Linked DNA regions of Zea mays: region 2 is linked to region 1. A link is a contact called in public Hi-C data. All regions are on one chromosome and are shown on one strand. The core of a region is the stretch at or near the end of the contact, and the rest is flanking DNA. Distances in the headings are between cores, read along the strand shown. Region 1 holds the start of LOC100281980 (40S ribosomal protein S30). Region 2 holds the start of LOC103638011 (ALBINO3-like protein 2, chloroplastic).

Region 1 (4,055 bases), core at 745-3,244:
GTAATCTCTTATAGACGCTGAGGACAACTATTAAGCCTCCTCCGTCCGAATCAGTCTGCAGGGGCACGGTTTCCGTCTGCATGGCCGTCAGTGCTGTAGCCGCCACTCCTATCTCCGGTGAGCTCTCTCCTTCTCTCTTCTTCCTCTCCAATGGCATCATGATGGACAGCTCGTCGAGGCAGGCCGTGGCGAAGGGGTGCGACAGCACGCTGCGGCGCGTGTCGAGCACCTTGTTGAAATGGCGCACGGCCTCGCCGGGGAGGCCGGCGTCCAGCGCCGCCACCGCGGCGGCGGCGGAGGAGCTTCACGTGCGGCAGCAGCTGCGACACGGACTCCGCCCTTGTATTGGCGGGCGCCAGCAGGTTCGACGGGGGCAAGAAGCGGCGGTTGGGCATGTGGTGGCGGAGCGAGTGGAGGTCCCCGCCGGGGCAGAACTCCGTGACGACGCAGGAGAAGTGCGGCGCAGCGTCGAAGTCGGCGAAGAGCGTGGGCAGGACTTTTATTTAGATTTCGGTTCCGAGCTGCTGCTGCTAGTGCGTGAGCCATCGGTCGATAATTTCCGGAACAGAACACCTCTTGTGCCTGTTCGAGAAGTTCTGACGGGACTCTACTCCACGTGGCTCTTCCGTGCCCATAAAATTAGTGGAGTCTAGATTCGATCTGGACACCGCGTTGAATCGGTGGTGGATGTAATGAAAGAAGGCCGCCCAATGCCGCGTGAGCTGAACGGAGCCAGACGAGCAGGATGAGGAGGACGAGGCGGTGGTGGCGTCGTCGGCCGAGCACGACTTGGCGCAGTAGCTGGGGATGTAGTCGCAGAGCATGTCGGCGACGTCACGGTTGCGCGAGGAGAGCCCGCGCCCGGAGCTCCAGCGCCGCGCGAGTAGCTGACTCGTACGACGCCGCGCGAGCAGCTGTCGTAGCTGCAGCAGAAGCTCATTCGGCGACCATCATACACAAGCAGCCGCTCCTCCTTTGCCTGGAAGAATGCTCGGAGTGGTACAAGGTTCGGATGGCGCAGTCGGCCAACAACATCCATGTTCTGCTCGAACGCCTCTGCTTCCCGTGCTGCTGGGCCAATCTCGGCGGCGTCCAGCCTCTTCATCGCAATCATGGCGTAGACAAGAAGCGCGGCGAGGACAGACCCGGCAGCGACCGCGACGGCCAATTTGGTCATCCTCCGCCTCGCTCTCTTCGCATTTGGCACGGACGAATCCGGCACGCTCAGGTTCTCCTGCTGCGGCCCGCTGTCGCTAGCAGCAGCGTCTGCACAGGGGGAGTGGCGGTACCGTTCGCGCCGCCCCCGTGGAAGAAGAGGAGGTGGGAGCCGCGGCGGACCACTTCGTCGCAAAGGTTGGCGTCGAGACGGAGGAGGGTGAGGTGCAGGAAGGCGGCCTCGAGCGGAGAATCGAGAAGGTGTTGTTTGACTGCGTCCTCTTCTTCGTCCGGCTGGAAGGGGTGCTCGGTGTCGGCGTCGGCGGGGCAGGGCGGTAGCGGTGGAACTGCGACCCGAGCAGTAACGGCGCTGAAGACGGGAACGGTGGCTGCCCTGACTGATCCTCACGGTGGAGGATTAATCACTGTCGAACGCGTCTAAGAGAGAGCTCAAGTCCATATCGGCGTATGTGCGTTGTGTGAATCTCTAAATCATCCAAGACCTCGTCTACGCCTCTATTTCGTTGAAGCCGAACTTGTCGCGTTTTACAATGGCAAAAGTCTCCGCCAAACATGGTTTCCGTGGCCTCTGTTCTCCATCGTTTTCTTTCATTAATCCGTGAATCTCAATTCTCACTCGTGATCCACCGAGAGCGAGAGCGTTGTAAAGATAGGTTGGAACGGTAACATGAGGCCAGTGTGACAAAGCCCGTCAATCTTGTCCCCCACGGGCCACGACAGACCCTTCCTGAAGCCCAATCGGCCCGCACGCAAAAAACCCTCACGCGTATTAAGCCATCCCCCTCACCACCTAGGGTTTCCTTTTACAGCCGCCGCCGACGCCGCCGCCGACACCGACGCATCTCTCAGCCTCCCCGCACTCGCTTCCGTCGCCGCAGCCGCCACTTCGCAGCCATGGGTAACCCACCGCCAGCTCTCATTCTTCCTCACCTTTCGCTGCTCCCTCCTGTACTCACGCGCTGATCAAGGTGAGTCGCGTCCCGTGTCTATGCGCAGGTAAGGTGCACGGATCGCTGGCCCGCGCCGGGAAGGTCCGCGGGCAGACGCCCAAGGTGGCGAAGCAGGACAAGAAGAAGAAGCCCCGCGGCCGCGCGTACAAGAGGATGCAGTACAACCGCCGCTTCGTCACCGCCGTCGTCGGCTTCGGCAAGAAGCGCGGGCCCAACTCGTCCGAGAAGTAGGCGCGACGCCGTTGGGCTCGCATGCCTATGCCTATGCTCTTGCTCTTCCTGGTAGTAGTTTTCGTTGTGCAAGCAGAAGAAGATCTTTTTTTGTTGTTGTTCCAGTCTCAGTTTCGTGCGGTGAGATGAGAGCTTGAGATTATATGTCAACCTCCTTATTAATCGAGGATGAATTTTTGAGATATGATGATACGTGGCAATGACTTCTTGCCCCTTTTTGCATTCTTTGTGAAATGTTATGCAAATAGGTGGGTTAAATCATTCGTCGATTGGCTACATGACATTGACTAGATTTGCCTAATTTGTTTGTTTGGTTCGGCGTTCCTCGCTTGATTAAGGAACCTGCTGTTTTTTCACTCGTTATTGCTGGCATTATGGTCCAGTTATAAATTTGAATGGTTAGCCCACTTTGAAACCAGCTTGCTGATAAGATCTGTACTAGGTTCGGGTAGTTTGTGGGAGCGGAGCCGAGCCTGCTATTTGATTGAAGGTGCTTGTTCTATCCTTGTTTTGACACTGTAGAATGATAATTTGCGGTGTGAACGATAATTGGAAATGTAAGCCTTGTGTAAAGTGAGGTTCAAGCTTTGCTCAATCCCGATTCTCGAAGACGATTTGAGTCTCCAAACGATCTGTATTCCATTCCCCTGCCTCCAATCGTACCTTGGTTTGTAACCTGGTAGGGTTCCATTTTCTTGCGAGTCTCCCATGTTTGTTAGTGCAGCATTGCGAACAGCGGCTGTTGTGTTTTTGCAACCGAGTATGTGATTTTGAATTGAGGAACCTGTACATTTTTTATATTTCAATTTTTTGACAGCAAATCTGTTTCGGAAAGCTGAACTAAACACACGAAACACCAGTTTTCCTGATTTCCACAATCCTCTCTTTTGCAAAAAAAAAAAAAAAAAAATCTTCATACTTTTTTTTTATCTAACTTGCGGTCTATTGTTGTCGTGCGCCGTTAAGTGGTCTCTAGATAGAATGTGAGAAAACAGTCAGTCAAGTCTAATATCATACGGCGCTTCTCAATAGTACCGAGGACAAGTTGTTGAATTAGCTATAAAAAAAAGGATATGTCTCATTTTTAATATATCTTTCTCGAACTTTTGCTTAAGATAAAGTAACCTCTACAGTTTAGTATTGTTCATATGTCTCCTATAATTTTAAATTTATTTTTATGTAAATGCTCCACTTCAATTTTAAATTTTTTTTGGATTTAGAGATTAGGGTTTAGGGAGAGTCTATCACACTGCTGAACCATCTCTGATGATGGCGGTTGCTGCTCCTCTATTGCCTTCCTATTCTGAAACTGCAGCATCGATATTGATCTGCCAATCCTGGGCGCTTCAAGTTTTTTTTTTAGAAAAAAAAAACTGGGCGTTTCAGCTGCTGTGTGCGGATGCGCGCAATTGAGATTGCTGTCAGCTTTGACATGGTCCGATGGCCGTGCTGGGCCGAAGAGCGTGGCTGCTAGTGTATTGGGCCTGGCTGTCGTTCCTTCCGAATTCTGGTAGAGGCTCCCTTTTGTGCTTATAAATATATGATGGGCCGAGGCCTCAAAAAAGAAATGTAATCTGGCTGGAACGGCCTGGAATATCTGGATCCAGTGGAAACACCACCGACTACGGGCTTCGTCGAACGGAGGTGGGCCAGCACAGTAGAGCAGATTGTCCGGTGGCCCCGTGCTTGAAACCGGCT
Region 2 (4,055 bases), core at 511-3,010, 200 kb before region 1:
AGGAACAATAAAATATACACTGCAAAATTAACTGACGGCGTCATAAGATCTGTAACTAATATTAAACTATGTGAAGGGCAGAAGCCAAAAAGATCTTGTCACAATATTTATATTATTACCTGTACCAAAAAATAGGCAAAATTCCAGATAAATGAGGGGCAACCAAGCTCCTTCTTTTTCTTCTGGAACAGAGTGTACTGTTCACGGAAATTGCTTCCAGGCTGAGGAGGGGGTAATGAAGTGGACACTTCAAAAACGATATATGAGAATGCAATCAGAAACATGAGGAAAATGCACAATCTATTAAAGCCAATACCACAGATGTATCTCTGAAATCAGGCTCCTGTTACGTAAGTATTTTGAGTTAAACAATACTAGGCAATAGGTGTTATCGTAGTATCGTACAATTACTTCAGGAGGGGATATTGACCTCTTTTTTGTTTGAATTGAGGCACAGGGGTATTGATCCTTAATTGTCAATGGAACGTATTAAATTGCATAAGGAAATCCGTTGGAATTTAGAATATACTTCTGCTCAATTTCTCTAAGATGGATAAAGAAAATGATTAGCCCACACGTTGCTGCATCACCAGACAATAGGAAGCTTGCAGATCAGGCAGCACAACTTACCTTTTCGGAACACTTCACCAATTTCAGCAGTCTTCTGTAACTGCACTATGAGGACGGGAAGTATCCACAATCTCATGGCCACAGTAGAAAAGGAGATTGTCATCCACCTGTCGTGAACATCAAAAATTAAACTTAAACTACATTCATTGGCTCAATTACAGGGGATATTCATAGCATAAGCAAAAGTACGAGCAAAAGCGTAGCCTCAAATTGGCACGAGACAGCATGTTGCCAAAAATAAACGGGAAATGGAATGTTTTTTTCAGCAGTGATGAGAGACCAACCACGGCAGTCCGGTGAGGCTATGGATCCCGTCCATGAGGTCCAAAACTGTGCTAACAGCCAATTCCGGCACTCCCCCGACGCCGTCGGCCGTGGCGCCGGCGGCATCTCCCACGGCATCCGCCGCAGCACCCGCCTCACTGACGACCCCTCCCCCGTCATCAACGATTGTCACGCCATCCAAGTGCACGCTTTCCTTCTCGATGTACACGTCCTCTCCGCGAGCGTCCGCGGCAGCGGTGCCGGGACTGCTATCAGACCCGGAGCCGGAGCGGGAGTACCAGGAGAAGCTTCGCCAGTGGAGAGCGAAAGGATGGAGCTCACGAGGGGGCAACGGGAGCGCGGGGGTCGGAAGTGGGTGGTGGTGGTGGCACGGGCTCTGGGAAGCGGCAGAGAGGTGAGCAACGGCGGCGGCGAGCGGCGGCGGGAGGAACCGGCGGCGGCCGATGAGACGAACCGCAAGCGCCATGGCGTTCGTCACGTGCATGCAAGTGACAAGTAAACCCTTGACATGTGCAAGATACTAGCTGTTGGATCGGTAATCAGACGGCTCAGATCGACTAAAACCAGCAATTTGTCGGAAGGACCTCTCATTTTTCTCCTAATTGCCGTTGAGGCATACCGCATACGTTTCTCCCCCATTCCTCTCCCCACTCCGAACCCTAGCCACCGTGCTCACTTCCCAGGTCGAACCCGCCGCGGCGCGAGTCCACGGCAGTGCAGGACCTGATCCTGCGGTCTAGGCCGCGGCGGTGAGATGGTGATGGTGTCAGGCGGCGGGGGGAACGCGTGGGCGAAGGAGATGACCCTCCGCCGCAGGATAGCCAGCATGTGCGCTGCACACCCTTAATCAATCTCTCTGTTATCTGTAAGAAAAGGGATTCTTTTCTATCAAGCTGCTAACGGCCATTATTTTGTATGGATTTGGGTTCAGATTCAACAAGACGCAGGAACACTTCCCTACTCTGAAAGACTACAACGATTATCTGGAAGAAGTTGAGGATATGAGTGAGTTGTTTCCCCTTTTCGTTAATCTATTATTCTTGAATTATACAGTTGGGAAAAACTTAGCAGGTTTGAATTTTCTTTTCAAGCTTTCAACCTGATCGAAGGGATAGATGTCGAGGAGATTGAAGCAAAAATTGCAAGATACCAACAGGAAAATGCGGAGCAGATATACTTGTCCAGAGCTAAAAGGGTGTGTATTGTCATGATCCGCGATGTAGTCTTATGGAGTACCAAAATTCCCGTTGAAATGTTTTACCCTAACCTTCGACATATTCATATATCCGATTGAGAAAGATTTATCTTTTATGTAATAATGTGTTCCTTTGTAGGCGGAAGATCTTGCGGCAGCACTTAAAGCAAGCAGGATGAACCCTGTAAAGGCCGAAGCAAATGATACGGTCAGTAGATATCTTCGAGATATATGTTTCCTTCGTAAATTAACTGTGAAGGTTATAAAATATGGGTTTTCTTTAGCTTAGAGATCTGATAATCTGATAGCTGGTTGTGTAAGTACACGAGCAATCCCATCATGCTGGTGTTACTGGTAAGTTACTTGCATCGGAAATATTTGGCACTAGTATTTAGCATGTCAACCAGGCAAACTTCTAGTAAATATCATGAGAATATGGTAGTGATGAAATGCTGAATCATGAAGTGACAGCTTTCAGATTTATCACCTTGACATCTTATCAACATGTTCTATTGGAAATTGTGATCGTAATCACAGTATTGGATGTATGCTTTGCACTAGAAAATAAAATTAATTATGCAGGAGTGGTGATTTAGTGATCAAAGGGGCAATTGAGTTTTAGGGTACGCAAGAATTTGCTATATATCTAGAATTCTAGATGCATAACAGAATGGATGTAGCGAAAAAGTCAAAGCGGCTTAGAATTTGGAACGAGAGGGAGTACTATTTTTTTTCTTGAGATGTTGATGCATTGATGCTGTGTTGGTGTAAATGCCAACACTTGGTGCTCTTGCAATCTGTAACAGGCTGCTGGGAGTTCTCAGGGTATTAGTGGCGGGGCAGGAGTTCAGGGCCAGTATGCACCTGCCGCTGTTCTTGGGGGAGTGGCTCAGCCTCGCCCCACAGGTATGGCGCCCCAACTAATCGGCAGTGGGTCGGATCCTCTGCAAGGAGACGACGAGGAGACCAGGAGACTACGCGCAGAGCGAGCAGCACGGGCTGGCGGATGGACTGCTGAATTGAGCAAGAGAAGAGCGCTGGAGGAGGCGTTTAGCGCCATATTCATCTAGGATTAGATCAAAAAGCAACACATGGCCTGGAGGAAAGCCAGCATACTTAAAATGGCTGTCAAACTACAAAGCGTTGGATGATCTGTGTCGTGATTATCTTTGGGACATGGAATTCTCACAAATTGTGGTGAAGCACCCTTTGTGTGCCTTTGGTTGCAAAAGCATGCTTTCTGTCCAAGCTAGAAAATGCACGTCGTTGTGTACTTGTTCATCTCAGGTCATCGTGACAGTCGTTCTTTTGTATAAGGACATGCGTACGCTTTACGAGCCTCACCTCAAACGTAAAAAGAAATTGCCCCTACGATATTTAATTTTATCAGAATTTCCTCTTCTAACTTGTGCCGATTCAGACAATTAAATGCATCCTTCCCTCTCAAAGTTATAGATAGCATGTCAAGTAGAGCTTGACTGTTACTTCAGTGCAACACGACAACAATGCCATTGCTTATGCGTTACAGATTTGCCCTTCTATCTAATCAACCAAATACATTTTGCATCGTAATAATCAGAATAAATTTAGCAAGCGAACTATCTCCGCTTGGTGACCGGGCTTACTTTGCAAACTTCCACGTCAAATCCAAAATCCATGAGAACAAGAATCCATGCACGCTGTTGCTCTGACAGCTGGTCCCTGGGTCCTTTGACCTCCACAAGTTTAGCCTCACCTCCACCTCTTTCATCAAGGAAACGCCATAGCAGCAGATCGGGCATTCCACTCGACCAGCTCCTGTAATCAACGGCTAGATGGCGGAGGAGCGATGCCAAACGGTGGCCACCAACGCATGCAACAACAGCCCGTAGATCAGTTAACGAATAACGGGCCCAGTTAACACCCTGGCAGGATGTCCCCTGATGTAGCTCCCATGAGCTGATTA

Evidence for each region. Hi-C and Micro-C count contacts between places; a contact is called where the count stands out from the background.
Region 2: a contact with region 1 is called in a Hi-C map of leaf mesophyll, with 3 times the contacts expected there. The contact joins the promoter of LOC103638011 here to the promoter of LOC100281980 in region 1. A contact is called at or near these places in 18 of 25 Hi-C or Micro-C datasets (bundle sheath, ear, endosperm and 5 more) and 2 of 3 datasets of contacts at active chromatin or transcription factors (leaf and seedling).

The regions. Positions count from the first base shown.
Region 1 is chr9:17,008,152-17,012,206 of Zm-B73-REFERENCE-NAM-5.0, reverse strand. LOC100281980 (40S ribosomal protein S30) reads left to right here and starts at 1,994. Exons shown (of 2, transcript NM_001245894.2): 1 at 1,994-2,074; 2 at 2,173-2,694. The coding sequence starts at 2,071. The coding sequence ends at 2,357. It also overlaps the pseudogene LOC100279382.
Region 2 is chr9:17,204,490-17,208,544 of Zm-B73-REFERENCE-NAM-5.0, reverse strand. LOC103638011 (ALBINO3-like protein 2, chloroplastic) reads right to left here and starts at 1,760. Exons shown (of 15, transcript XM_008661016.3): 1 at 915-1,760; 2 at 631-737; 3 at 120-247. The coding sequence starts at 1,399. LOC103638012 (RNA polymerase II transcription factor B subunit 3) reads left to right here and starts at 926. Exons shown (of 5, transcript XM_008661020.3): 1 at 926-1,743; 2 at 1,847-1,920; 3 at 2,007-2,110; 4 at 2,250-2,318; 5 at 2,917-3,391. The coding sequence starts at 1,670. The coding sequence ends at 3,180. LOC100381803 reads right to left here. Exons shown (of 15, transcript NM_001365640.1): 15 at 3,549-4,055. The coding sequence ends at 3,709.